2 separate regions of the Danio rerio genome follow, and region 2 is linked to region 1. A link is a contact called in public Hi-C data. All regions are on one chromosome and are shown on one strand. The core of a region is the stretch at or near the end of the contact, and the rest is flanking DNA. Distances in the headings are between cores, read along the strand shown.

Region 1 (6,448 bases), core at 1,921-4,420:
GAGTAGCCAGATGCATGTCCTACAAACAAGCACCCTCGACCCATTAATCAGTCTGATTCATTTCAGAGAAAACAAAGAAAGAGACTCCTTAATCCTTTCCAACAGAGGCTACAGAAGACAGACATGCACTGACAAAAAATGATTCATTAGAATTAATACTTTTTTTTAAGGTAAGAGGTTGCAAACAATTTAAATGGGCTCAATTTTAACAAACAAATTAAGTTGAACATTACTAAATTCAATTAGTTTGTTTAAATTGATCCAATTTAAATTGTTTGCAACCACTTACTTTTTATTAATTTTAGTAAATTAAAGGAATCGATTTTTGCAGTGTGGCAAGCCTATAGGATCCATCAGCTCCTCAACACAGCCCATACATTCATTTCATACCTTTTATAAATATCTAGAATTGCTGTCAATCATCTTAGAAACATATGTTCCCTTTAAGGCTTGGATTAACTTGTGTCATCTTTATTGATCTCGCCTAAAAAGACAAGATGGAAACAACTCTGAGAGCGTGATTCTTCTTCCAATACAAATGTATCCAGATGAGCATATACAACCCCAAATCAGAAGTTGAGACATCATGGAAAACACAAATAAAAAGTAATGATTTCTAAATTTACTTTGACTTGAATTTCATTGCAGACAATACAACAAACATTATTTGATGTGTTCCTCATGATTTTTATTGTTTATTTTTCTCAAAATAAAAATGTATTGCAATTTTGCTTCTTGTAACACATTACAAAAAAGTTGGAGCAGTAAAGCATTTACCACTTTGTAATGTTGCCATTCCTTTTCACAACCCTGAAAAGACATAGGGACTGAAGACACCAAGTGAGAAAGTGTTTCAGGTGTAATTTTGAGTCTTAAAGTGGGCAAAATGAGTCTTTGTTGACACATTTTCTATCAAAGAATATCTGAAATACTGACTCATCTGACAGCAGTACACAGTTTCCACTGTGTGATGGCTCATCACAGATGCCTTCGAGCCCAAAGAAGTTGACGGCGATTCTGGACACTGTTAACATAGGGCTTTCTTTTGTAACTGTACAGATTTCACTGCCATTTGTGTATGTAACTACATATTGTGGTACTTGACAAAGGTTTGCTAAAAGAGTCGTAAGAACGTGGTGATATCGAATATAGATGAATGACGATTCTTGAGGCAGTGCTGCCTGAGGGATCGGAGATAACAGTTGTTCAGCTTAGGCTTGCGGCCTATTCCTTTGTGCAATAAAATTCCTCCAGAATCTTTTAATTATGTTATGCATTGTTGAAGGTGAAATATCCAAATGTCTTTCTATCTTTCTTTGAGGAACATTGTTTTTTAACATTTCAATATTTTTCTCACATATTTGTTGGCAAACTGGCAATCCTCTGCTCATCTTTGCTCATAAAGGACTAGACCTTTCTTGGATGCTGCTTTTGTACCAAATCATATTTATAATCACCTGTAATCAATGATGACATCACTTGTTTCATTATTCATCATTATTTAACCAATTTACCTGATTACTAGGACTAAAATGCTCCTGCCCCAACTTTTTTGAAATGTCTTGCAAGAACCAAAATTGGAATATGTGTTTATTTACAAAACAAATCATGAGGAACACTTTAAATAACGTTTGTTGTATTGTCTGTAATGAAATACAAGTCAAAGTTAATTTAGAAATCACTTTTTTTATTCGCGGTTTCCATACTGTCCCAACTTTCTTTTAGGATTGTATAATTTTTTTACCATTAAGATGAACAATAATCACAAAACTTCAAGTTAAGCCAACTTAGTTAATAAAGAATATAGTCTTCATTTCTATTCATCCCTACGCATGTGTGTTTAAATGAGCTGTCGAATACTCAATCCAATCCAAAACAAAGCAATACCTCAATCCATAACATGACAAAACCTTGTCAATGAAATCCACTTTGAGGGTCTGTTTTTGTTGACAGAATTATAAAAAAAAGATTTATACATACCCAAATCTGTTGTTACGGTAAATATTGACTGCTATTTGTTTGTTTAGACAGGTAAATGCAAATAGTGATATCCCAAAACAACTAGAGGGCACAACAGCTCTGAAAGAAATGAAAGTGAATGTCCACCACATGAGACCACTCAATCAAACATGCCTGAAGAGGAAGACCCGACCTTTGCTCACAAATAACTTTTCCGAAGGAAATGCTGAGCATGATTCATTTAGGGGCAAAGAGAGCTCGGGGGGCTACGTGAAAAATGCGATGTTGTAAAACACAGACTTACAGATCTTGACAAGAGTGGGCTGAACTGCAGGTGTCTGCCAAGGGACATACTGTAAAATGCCCGCACACACGCATGTAGAGTCACAGAAAGTTCACAGATACATATGAAGTCCTCGTATATTCTGAATGATATACTGGATCTGAAACTCGCCAGTGTGATGAAAGAACTTTCATGCTGATTACATATTTAGTTTAATTTAGTTTAGTTTAATTTAAAGCTAAATGTTGAAATCATATTGGACAAAACAAAAGACAAGAAAAGACAAAAGAGAAATATAAAAAGGAGAAAAATAAAACAAAAATACAATGAAAATAACTTGTAAATGCTTATCTAAAGATTAAGAATGTTAGCAAAAACAACAAAAGAAAAGCACAAAACTCAAGACGCCATGAAACAAACAATAAATTAATTAATAAAAAAATAAACACATTTAAACTTTTTTAAACATCTTGAATGCTGATACAAAACAAAAAAGCAGATAAAACAAACACAAAAAGCAAAATAAGTAAATAACTAAAAAACAAAAAAGAAAGCAAATAATCAATCAAACAAACAAACAATCAAAAAACAAAACAAAACAAAAAACAGACACATTAAACAACCACATCAAACAACTAAACTACTTTTTAAAAAAGAGAAAAGTTACAGTAGAGAGAATATATGGACTACTGGAAGACGTTGGTTTGGACACAGTCCAAAATAAGCCCAGAAGAAATATGATAAGAGCGATCAAGCGCCCCTGTGCCACAGAAAGTGGAAAAAAGAAAGAAAAGTGCCAATTAAGACTCTTGTGACCATTTAAAAACCTCTTGTGTGAGTTTTTATTCCATGTTCGGTAACTTCAGCATCCTGTGTTGTGCTTGCGGTATTTGGTTAGCCTAGAGCTAGTCATTAATTTGGCACGTGCACATACAGTGTTCAGCCTCTCATACAGGGGGTCTGACCGAACTCCAGCTGAGGTTCAATAATGCTTCATCATCAATGTTTCAATGCCACATTGATCTGTGGGGCCACAGATGTTCTGTGGTGAGAGTTAAAGCCCTGCGTCACCTCTCACATGCCACAAAACTCACTTCCTTTACAGTATTATTCATCACAAATGAATGTGGAAAATCATCTACACATGTTTAAGGATGATTAAAGGGGAAACTCGTCCAAAAATAAAGAATCTGTCATCATTTACACAATCCCTTGTTCTACAAAAAAAAGACAACAAAGCTTCATAAACAGTTTGTCTTTTGAAAAAATAAATGAATAAATAGAAAAACTCAATTTATTCATTTGATGATGATAAAAGTATAAAAATATGTATGAAAAAAAACAGTAAAGACAGTAACTGTAGAATAATAGTAACTCATTTTTAAAAGTAACAATTAAACCAGTACTTTAAAAAACAATTTTAATTTCAAATCTAAATTAATTTAATGTTTAAAGATCTAACAATAAAATACATTATTTTAATATTTTTGTGCTAATATTTGTAAGAGAAATGAAAATAATGAAGTTTAATACAATAAAATGATCCAATAAATAAAATTAAGTTCAGTAATCTTGAAATGCAATACTAAAATAATAAAGTCATATATGATTTATTATTTATAATAATAGTCATATATGATTATATGATTTTAGTCATCTTAGATATATATAAAAAAATCTAAAGTAGCAATTAAAAAGGTACATTTATAAATGACTTTAACTTCAAATCTAATAATAATAATAATAATAATAATAATAATAATAAATAATTGATCTTTATCTATTCATCAATTAAATAATTTTTATAAAAAATATATTTTTATGTGGTAATAGATGTAAAAACTTAAAAATAATATGTAAATATTTTATATTATTTAAATAAATGGAATAATATTTCCATAATAATTAACAAAAGATTATTACAAAAACTTTAAATACGGTTATATTGAAAAAATGCAGCATTAAAATAATAAAAAACATTATTTTACTTGCAAATATTAATCTTAAATATTTGTAAAATTATTTTTTTTTAATTTAATAATCATATATACATACTGAACTTTGTTTTAATTATTGTATTATTTTATTGCATTACACTTTATGATTTACATTTATTTGGCAAATATAAGCAACGTAATATATATATATATATATATATATATATATATATATATATATATATATATATATATATATATATATATGACGTTGCTAATATTTGCCAAATAAATGTAAATCATAAAGTTTAACGCAATAAAATAATACAATAATTAAAACAAAGTTCAGAAATCTTGAAAAATGCAACACTAAAATAATAAAGTCATGTATGACTTTATTATTTATAAACAAAGTAATGTATGATTATATGATGTTTAGTCATATATAGGGTCATTTTAGAGCCATGCAGTAATTAGTATTAGTGTGTATTTTAACATGCCTTTTCCCCCTTTTCACATTTATTCATTATTTAGAAGTTAATCAGATATATGGTTTAAGTTAAAATACATTTTTACATATCCTTTTACAAACATTAAGTTGACTAAACATTTCAAATGTAACGTTTGAAAGAAAAATATCCTTTTAACCGTCCCATGCAGGCTTGTCTCCAGTAACCATTTTAACGGAGACAATAAAATAACATAGTTGACCTAAAAAACCTAAACAGCAAGACTCATTCCCTCTATATATTAAATAACACCGTACACTGTAAATAATTGCTCTATAAATGCCGATTTAATCCTTCGGCGTCATAAATTGCAATTTCGCCCACGTCTTCTGGGTCACATAACATATTTGCATTGGCTCTGCATCCCAGCAGGAGCTTAAGTACAGCACTATGTCCTATTTTACAGACCTGGCACATGATTATTCAAGCAAACGAGGTTAATTGCAGCCATTGTTTAATGATGCCCTGGTCCAGTTATTGTATTGTTGGTGGAGGTTCACAAAAAAAATGCCACCTCTTAATTTGAAAGCTCAACCCAACCGCAGGAAAATCATATAGTCCCATTGGAAAAGAGGATAGCGGACAGTTTCGGATCAACACACACACAGAGTTGTTTTAAGGACAGGTTGACACACCAGCTCTCTTTGTGAATCAATGGTTTGTTAGTAATAAATGCAGTAGGGTTTTTTTATGAGCCTGAGGGATGCGTTATCCATGAAGCACAGTGTAAACAAATAAGCAGGGGGTTTGGGAGGGGGTTTATGGATCTGTCCCGGGGCTCTGCATACAAGGAGGACAGAGGAACAATACTTGGGTGATAAGTGATAAGAGTGGAGGATGTTTGGGCAGTTTGAGACTATTGAATTCAGTTTTGTGGGTTCAGGCTAATATTAAAACCCAAAAGGGATATTGGGTGAAACTTTTGTACACTGTAAAAAACAAAACAAAATCATGATTGTCTTAATTTTTTAAACTGAATTAAATTACCCTTATAAGTCAATTGAAGTTATATTATGTTAAACTGACTTAAAACAGCTTGCGTAACTTATAAAATTAACTTAGAACATGATTAACTTAGTTTAATAAGTTACATAATTACATATTACATATTAATTGAATTCAGTCTGGTGTGTTCAGGACAATATTAAAACCTAAAAAGGCCATCGGGTAAACTTTTGTTGGTGTTGTAAGCAAATAATACAGATATTGGTTTATTCTTTTGATAATAAAAGTGTAACAGAATTTTAAATAATTGTTAATTGTTAAATCAAAGACAGCATTATCAACACAATCTCATAGCAATTTGTAAATTATTGATTTAGTGGTTAATTCATATGAATTCATGCAATCTCATTAGTAAAATTTACTATGATTTGCTCATTCTCCAGTGATCGTTTAGGGGTGGGGTCGGGTGCCATGCCTCCTTTTTAAAAATGAACATTTTCATACAACTGAATTAGGCACTAAACTGACAAAACATGAAATAATTACGTTTCCTCCAGAGATTAGGCTGGTATTATCGAAGAATAATAGACAGCGTTAGATGGTAACTTATTTTAAAAAAGTAGCAATGAAAACAGTAGTTTAATAAATTATTTAAACTGATATTTAAATGACTTTTTTTATAATTAATTCTTTTTTAATTGTTTTCTAAATATAATTAATGCAACTTTAATGTTTAAAGATTTAACAATCAGATATATTCAAATATATTTTCATGTGCTAATATATGTAAAAGCATTAAAATCATATTTAAATAT
Region 2 (6,448 bases), core at 1,647-4,146, 52 kb before region 1:
AATGCTCCTGATTGCAATGACATGCTTTGCACTGATTAGACTGGATTATGGCACACAAAACTCTTTTAAATTTCATTATAAAGGGATCTTTATTACTAAAAGGACTTTTTAATGAACCCTATTATTGTTCAAACTGCTTATGACTGCACTTATTTGACATGTGTGTTTGTTGCTTTCGTTGCTTTTGTGTTTTAAACTTTCTCCCAACATGATGACTGAATTTTTCACTCCACATTCTTTCAGGAGGTTGATTTTTGAAAGTCAGTTCCAGGATATTAATCTTTCGTGACATGCATGCTCCAATATCGAGACATCGTGTCACAGATTAGGGGAATGTTGACTGAATGAAATCTGACATTTTTTAAAACTTACAAAACAACTATGAAGCATGAATGTTAAACCGTTCAGACGTTAATCTTACTGAGATAAGAGGTTAAAACTCGGCTTGGTCTTTTTAAAGAATGGAACAATTACAGAAAGAAGGGAAAAGTACAATAATAAATCATCTTTTTTTTTCCAAATGGCTTTAAAGCGGCTAATTTTAGTGTCTGAAGAGGTCGAACTGTGAAATGAAGCGTTCCCTTTCACTTGAATGGTTGTTTACATCTCTGGCTCTCCTGGTTGGCCTCCATGGCGACCATTTGAACAGAAGAAAAAATGAATTACCTCTATGAGTACATTTAACTAAAGAGGTAATTGAATCTCGGCTTATGCTTCTTGCACTGCACGGCATTTAGAAGAGATTGTTATCTACTGGGATATAGACAGACCTCAAATGCTTATTGAGCTGCTTTACTGAGGGAAATCCTTCATGATGTAGATGATGACAGAGATGGACAGAGCACTGGGGTCCTTCTACTTATTGATTATTGACATAAAAACACTCTATTTTAATAGTATAAATTGAATCAGATAAGATTAGAAGATGATGGTCTGCAGATATTTTTTATGTAGTTCTCGTTTTATAATCTCTTTAATTTGATATGCTCAAAATGTACCATGCACAGCAAAAAAAATAAATAAATGCTTTTAAATAAAAAGCAGAAAATAAAAAAAATGTTTTAGGCATGTTTTTTTTTTTTCTTAAAATAAACAAAATAAATGTATTTTAACATTATTTGTTAATGCATATCCCAATGACAGGATATTTTTGCTTGAAAATATTTTGGAGAAACTCACCAAATTTTGACAATTATATAATGAAAGCAAGACTTTTTACTTGTCTTGAAAATGTTTCTTGATTATTTTAATAATTATAAAAACTTTTTTTGACATTTGTAACTATATAGCGCTCAACATAAATGAGTACACCCCATTTTGAAAATGAAAATATTTATCCATTTCTCAGTGAATACAGATTATTTTGGTGCATTTGAAAAAAAAAGAGATTTATTAAATGGATATTTTTTGTAAAATAAAAAACTTTAGTCAGCAAACATCATTAGGAATTGAAAGAAAATACATTTAAATTATGCAAAATATTGGGGGGAAAAGTTACAAACTACAAAATTTTAGCAAAATCGTACAGATATTTGTTTCTCTTGAATGTTGCTCTTTTTTAAATTAATTCATTCATTCACCTTCGGCTTAGTCTCTTTATTAATCAGTGGTCACCACAGCGGAATGAACTGCCAATTTTTTATTTAATATTTTTCCCTAACATATAAATTCGGGTGTGCTAATATTTTTTTTTTTTTTTTTTGTATGGGACTAATACTCATTAAGGTGCAAATATGATTTTGGTGTATGAACTATTACTAAACAAAACTTTTGTAAATAATTGCACAAATGTAGCTTAGAACAATTTTTTTTGCTTAAAAAGTAATGAATCAGTGCACATTCTGAGATTAAAATTACTTTTTTTATTGCTTTGTTGAGTATACTGTTAACCCTTGCTGTAGATTATGCCGAAATAACTCTAAAACAGCCAGTGTTTTGCTGTAATAAAAGGAAACAGTAATTTACTGTAAAACGAATAGGGTTTGTATGAAATTGTGTAGTGCACAGAATAATTTACTGTAATTTACTTGATGTACAGGTAGAAACTCTGACAATAAATGGTAAATTACTGTTCAACAATTACTGTCCCATCTACTCTGATGCTTTATGTTGCTATTTATAAATTAGTGCATTTATCCTAAGGCAGAACACAATGATTTAGGAAATAATACACACATAAGGGAGCTAGGCGTTTCATTAGTTTACTTTTAAGTGTGCTCTAATCTCTGTCCATCAATTCAAATGCAAAGTCTGATGTGTTTTAAGCCTTAAATAAAAATCTACAATGAGTAAGTAGCTCATTAATATTAATAATTTCATCAACCATGTATGCATATTTGGTCAGTATATCTTTGGATTTCTGTTTTCAATATAGGAAAATCCTATATTATTTTTATTTTGTTTGTTTGATGTATTTAACTGTTAATGTGCCGAGAATTATTGATAATACTGTATCAAAGAGGACTTTATTTTCTGATAAAAAAAAACCTATTAGACTATACATTATCCCTTCTATATATAGTACTACCGAATGTCCTAAATATTACAGAAAACCTAAATGTACCAAAGTGACACTCGCAAGCATTGTTTATCTGCCTAAATATGCTCTAACCATCAGCACTGACACATTTTTTTTCATCCGGCCCCTCACAACCAAACATTGTGGCCATTATCTCCTCTGCGCATTAAGCCAGTGCATCAGGCATTAATTCAATACAAAGCCTTATGGCCTATATCTGGCCTGAATCGATGCATTGACTCTCCCAAAAGCAGAGAGCGGATCAAACGGCCCACATTCGGCCATCCAGCAGGACAGCACGGGGTCCTGACACACGTGTATCTGCCGTCTCATGACCACGAGACGCGTTTGAAGCTCACACAAGCACTAGATCTCTGTGAGAAAGGGCTGGAATGAGTCCCTGAGGAGAACAGCTGAGAACGGGGAAAGCTTTTGTGTGAGATACAGTGATACAGTTGAAACGGGCTGTGATAGACTGTTGCTCACACAAGGGATGTGTTTGTTTGCTTTTATATGCACAGAGAGCAGCTTATTAAGTATTTATATGGGTGTTGCTGATGTTTCTACTGGTGGTCAAGAAAAAGGACTAAGTATTAGCAGTGTAAATCAGTGGATAGATCTGTTATGTGATGGGTATGTTTTTCATCTCAGAATTAGATAAAAATCGATACTTTAGGAGCTTGTACAGTGTAAATATTAGCGGTCACACTTTACAATAAGGTTCATTAGTTAATGTTAATTAATGCATTTACTAACATGAACAAACAATGAACAATACATCTACTACTGTATTTGTTTATGTTAGTTAACGTTAGTTAATGAAAATACAGTTGTTCATTGTTAGTTCATGTTAACTCATGGTCCATTAACTAATGTAAACAAGCATGGACTTGGATGTTATTAATGCATTAGTAAATGTTCAATTATGATTAATAAATGCTGTACATGTGTTGTTCATGATTAGTTCATGTTAGTAAACGCATTAACTAATGAACCTTATTGTAAAGTGTTACCAAAGTGTTACCATATTAGCTTACTTTCTGGTTAAAAAAACAAACTGTCCAGTCAACTCAACTTTATTAGGTAAACTGACTAAAACTTTAAGTTAAACTTTGTATAAATTGAAAATATATATAATTAACCTTATTAGCTTTTTAAAATAAATTATTAAAGTAACAAAACAATGTGTTTTCATGACTTTTTGTCATATACTTTATTATTATATTATTTTATATATTTTTATGACTTTTTTGTCAATGTTTTTAAGTGTAGTTAGGATTATACTGTCCTGACATTATAATAGACTTTAAATTATAAAGTGCAATGTAAAAAAACCCTGATGTTTATAACATTTTTAAATCAATCAAAGTAACAAAACAATGTGTTATCATGACTTTGTCATATACTTTAAGTGTAGTCAATATTATACTGTCCTGATATTATAATAGACATGAAATTATAAAATACATAGGAAAGAAAAAAAACCCTGCTGTAACATTGAGTGAAAGGAAATTAATTTTAAAAGAATTTTTCTCATTGCATCAATTCATAATAATAATAACAACAATAATAATACAAAAAATACTTACTACTACAGATGCTATATATTAGATAATACCTTTATTACAGGATTTGGTTGTACAATTATTTTTTTATTATATATATATATATATATATATATATATATATATATATATATATATATATATATATATATATATATATATATATATATATATATATATATATATATATAAAATAGCCCCCGTTTATTTATTTTTTTCCTAATTTCTATTTAACGGAGAGAAAGTTTTTTTAACACATTTCCAAACATAATAATTTTAATAACTCATTTCTAATAACTGATTTATTTTATATTTGTCATGATGACAGTAAATAATATTTGACTAGATATTTTTAAGGAAACTTCTATACAGCTTAAAGTGACATTTAAAGGCTCAACTTGGTTAATTAGGTTAACTAGGCAGGTTAGAGTAATTAGGAAAGTTATTGTATAAGGATGGTTTGTTTTGTAGACCATGGAAAAAATATATAGCTTAAAGGGGCTAATAATATTGACCTTGAATTGGTTTTTAAAAAATTTTAAACTGCTTTTATTCTAGCCGAAATAAAAAATAAGACTTTCTCCAGAAGAAAAAATATTATCAGACATACTTAGAAAATTTCCTTGCTCTGTTAAACATCATTCGGGCAAGTTGGAGTACTCACTCTGGTGCCCTGGACCCTGCACTGGTTGGGAAAATTCCAAATTGAACCAAAACAAAAATTAGAATTGGCTTATGATTGGCAAATTAAAATTCGGGACATTGCTACATGCAGAACCTGGAAAAAAAAAAAATAATTGACAGTAGATGGGATAAACATACACCTTGTTCTTTCGCTCTGCACTGCTGTGCTTTTCTGATCAAATGAAAAATGAAAGACGGTGAGGAGCCAAATTCTGCCACCATTTTCAAATCAAATCTAAAGTGGACTGAGACGATAATTTAGTGTACAGTTTATGAGCTAATCATAAACATTTAAGGGGGGCTGAGTAGAAAAATACACCTAGCGCCACCCATGGCTAAAGTGTATCACACAGTTTCCTCTAACAGATGCAAACACAGAGAGAGCCCTGAAAACTAATAAGTGCTTCAGTGTAACCTTCTCAAAAAAAAAAAAAGCTCTGCAAAAGCTAATGAGTTCACCACTCATTGATCTGTGGCAGGACTGAAGTACCAAAGCACTGCACCAAACCCACAATTAAAACCATGCCTTTCAAAATCCATTTAGAAACCAGGTGATCAACAGCATGTGCATCAAAGAAACTCTAGATGCAAAATAAGAGACTCAACCAAGTCTTTCCACAACAGTACCTTCATTCAGATTCCACGTTGCTAGATTAATTAAATCACAATTCATCCTTGTTTAATTCCGCTCTGGAAGATTGGATCATTATGTCGACTGCAGCAGATTAAACACACGTGGGTAAATGATTTCTGATGACCGCCATTAAGAAGTACATGGTGATTAAAAAACGCTTATTTGAGTTATGTAAGGTAGATTTCTTTGAGGAATGAAAAAAGTCAAACCCTCAGGCCTGTCATGGTGGGCTTGTGTATTAATATCAAAGCAACTCTCAACCCTCAAGCTCAGCCTATAAGTGTCTTAAAACTGCTCCACAATGAGGCGGATTGTGCTCGCCGCTACAGCAGATTTAGTGAAATGCGCCTAAATTAACATGTGATAGTGATTTAATGCTCAACACTTTCTCGTGTAGTGTGTGCAAATGGACTGGCGGACCGGCACAAAAGCGGCTTCATGGATCAGTCATTAGCACAACATTACGGCTGCTTTTATAGGAGCTGTCAGCCAGCCCACTTTACCAGCTCCAGTCAGAGAAGGAATGAGTCTGGAGAGGAAAACTCTTTTCCCTCAATCAAAGCAGACATTTTTATCTGTGTGCCCCAAAGAGCTGCAAGCTATCAGCCTTAAACGGATATTATTTTGCATATATTTATGGAGATTCTCATTCTCTTCCATATACTGTCACATAAACAGATATATGGAAGTCTGAGGATCTAAACATCTAAATTAAAAGCCGCATTACAGTGTAAAAATATCCCTAAATAAGCAGTTTTATGTATTTTGTGACTCACGTTTTTATTTTTCCACTTATATTTATGCTTTTCAACAACTTTTAACCCTAAAAAGTTGGACAAAAGTGACTTTTATTAACATTTTTAATAGTTTATAGTGATAGATCGCCTGGATTGGTGTTTATTATGCTAAAAACCTTATAATAAACTACTAGTTCATTTTCTGTCAGTTTACATATTTGTTTGTCTATATATTATTTCTTATGCATTATATTATTTCAAACTACTAAAAGTCACTTGCTAGACTGTAGTTAAATTTTCAACACCAAAA

Evidence for each region. Hi-C and Micro-C count contacts between places; a contact is called where the count stands out from the background.
Region 2: a contact with region 1 is called in a Hi-C map of an unstated tissue, with 1.4 times the contacts expected there. The contact joins two enhancer-like sites. A contact is called at or near these places in 2 of 18 Hi-C or Micro-C datasets (caudal fin and an unstated tissue).

Annotation. Positions count from the first base shown.
Region 1 is chr4:14,612,018-14,618,465 of GRCz12tu, reverse strand. No RefSeq gene overlaps it. Among named protein-coding and RNA genes, the nearest start is that of prickle1b, 65 kb to the right of the region's middle. Within about 2 kb of position 3,170, at least 4 of the 62 cell types and tissues checked have an H3K27ac peak or open chromatin away from gene starts, as enhancers often do.
Region 2 is chr4:14,663,434-14,669,881 of GRCz12tu, reverse strand. No RefSeq gene overlaps it. Among named protein-coding and RNA genes, the nearest start is that of pus7l, 100 kb to the left of the region's middle. Within about 2 kb of position 2,896, at least 4 of the 62 cell types and tissues checked have an H3K27ac peak or open chromatin away from gene starts, as enhancers often do.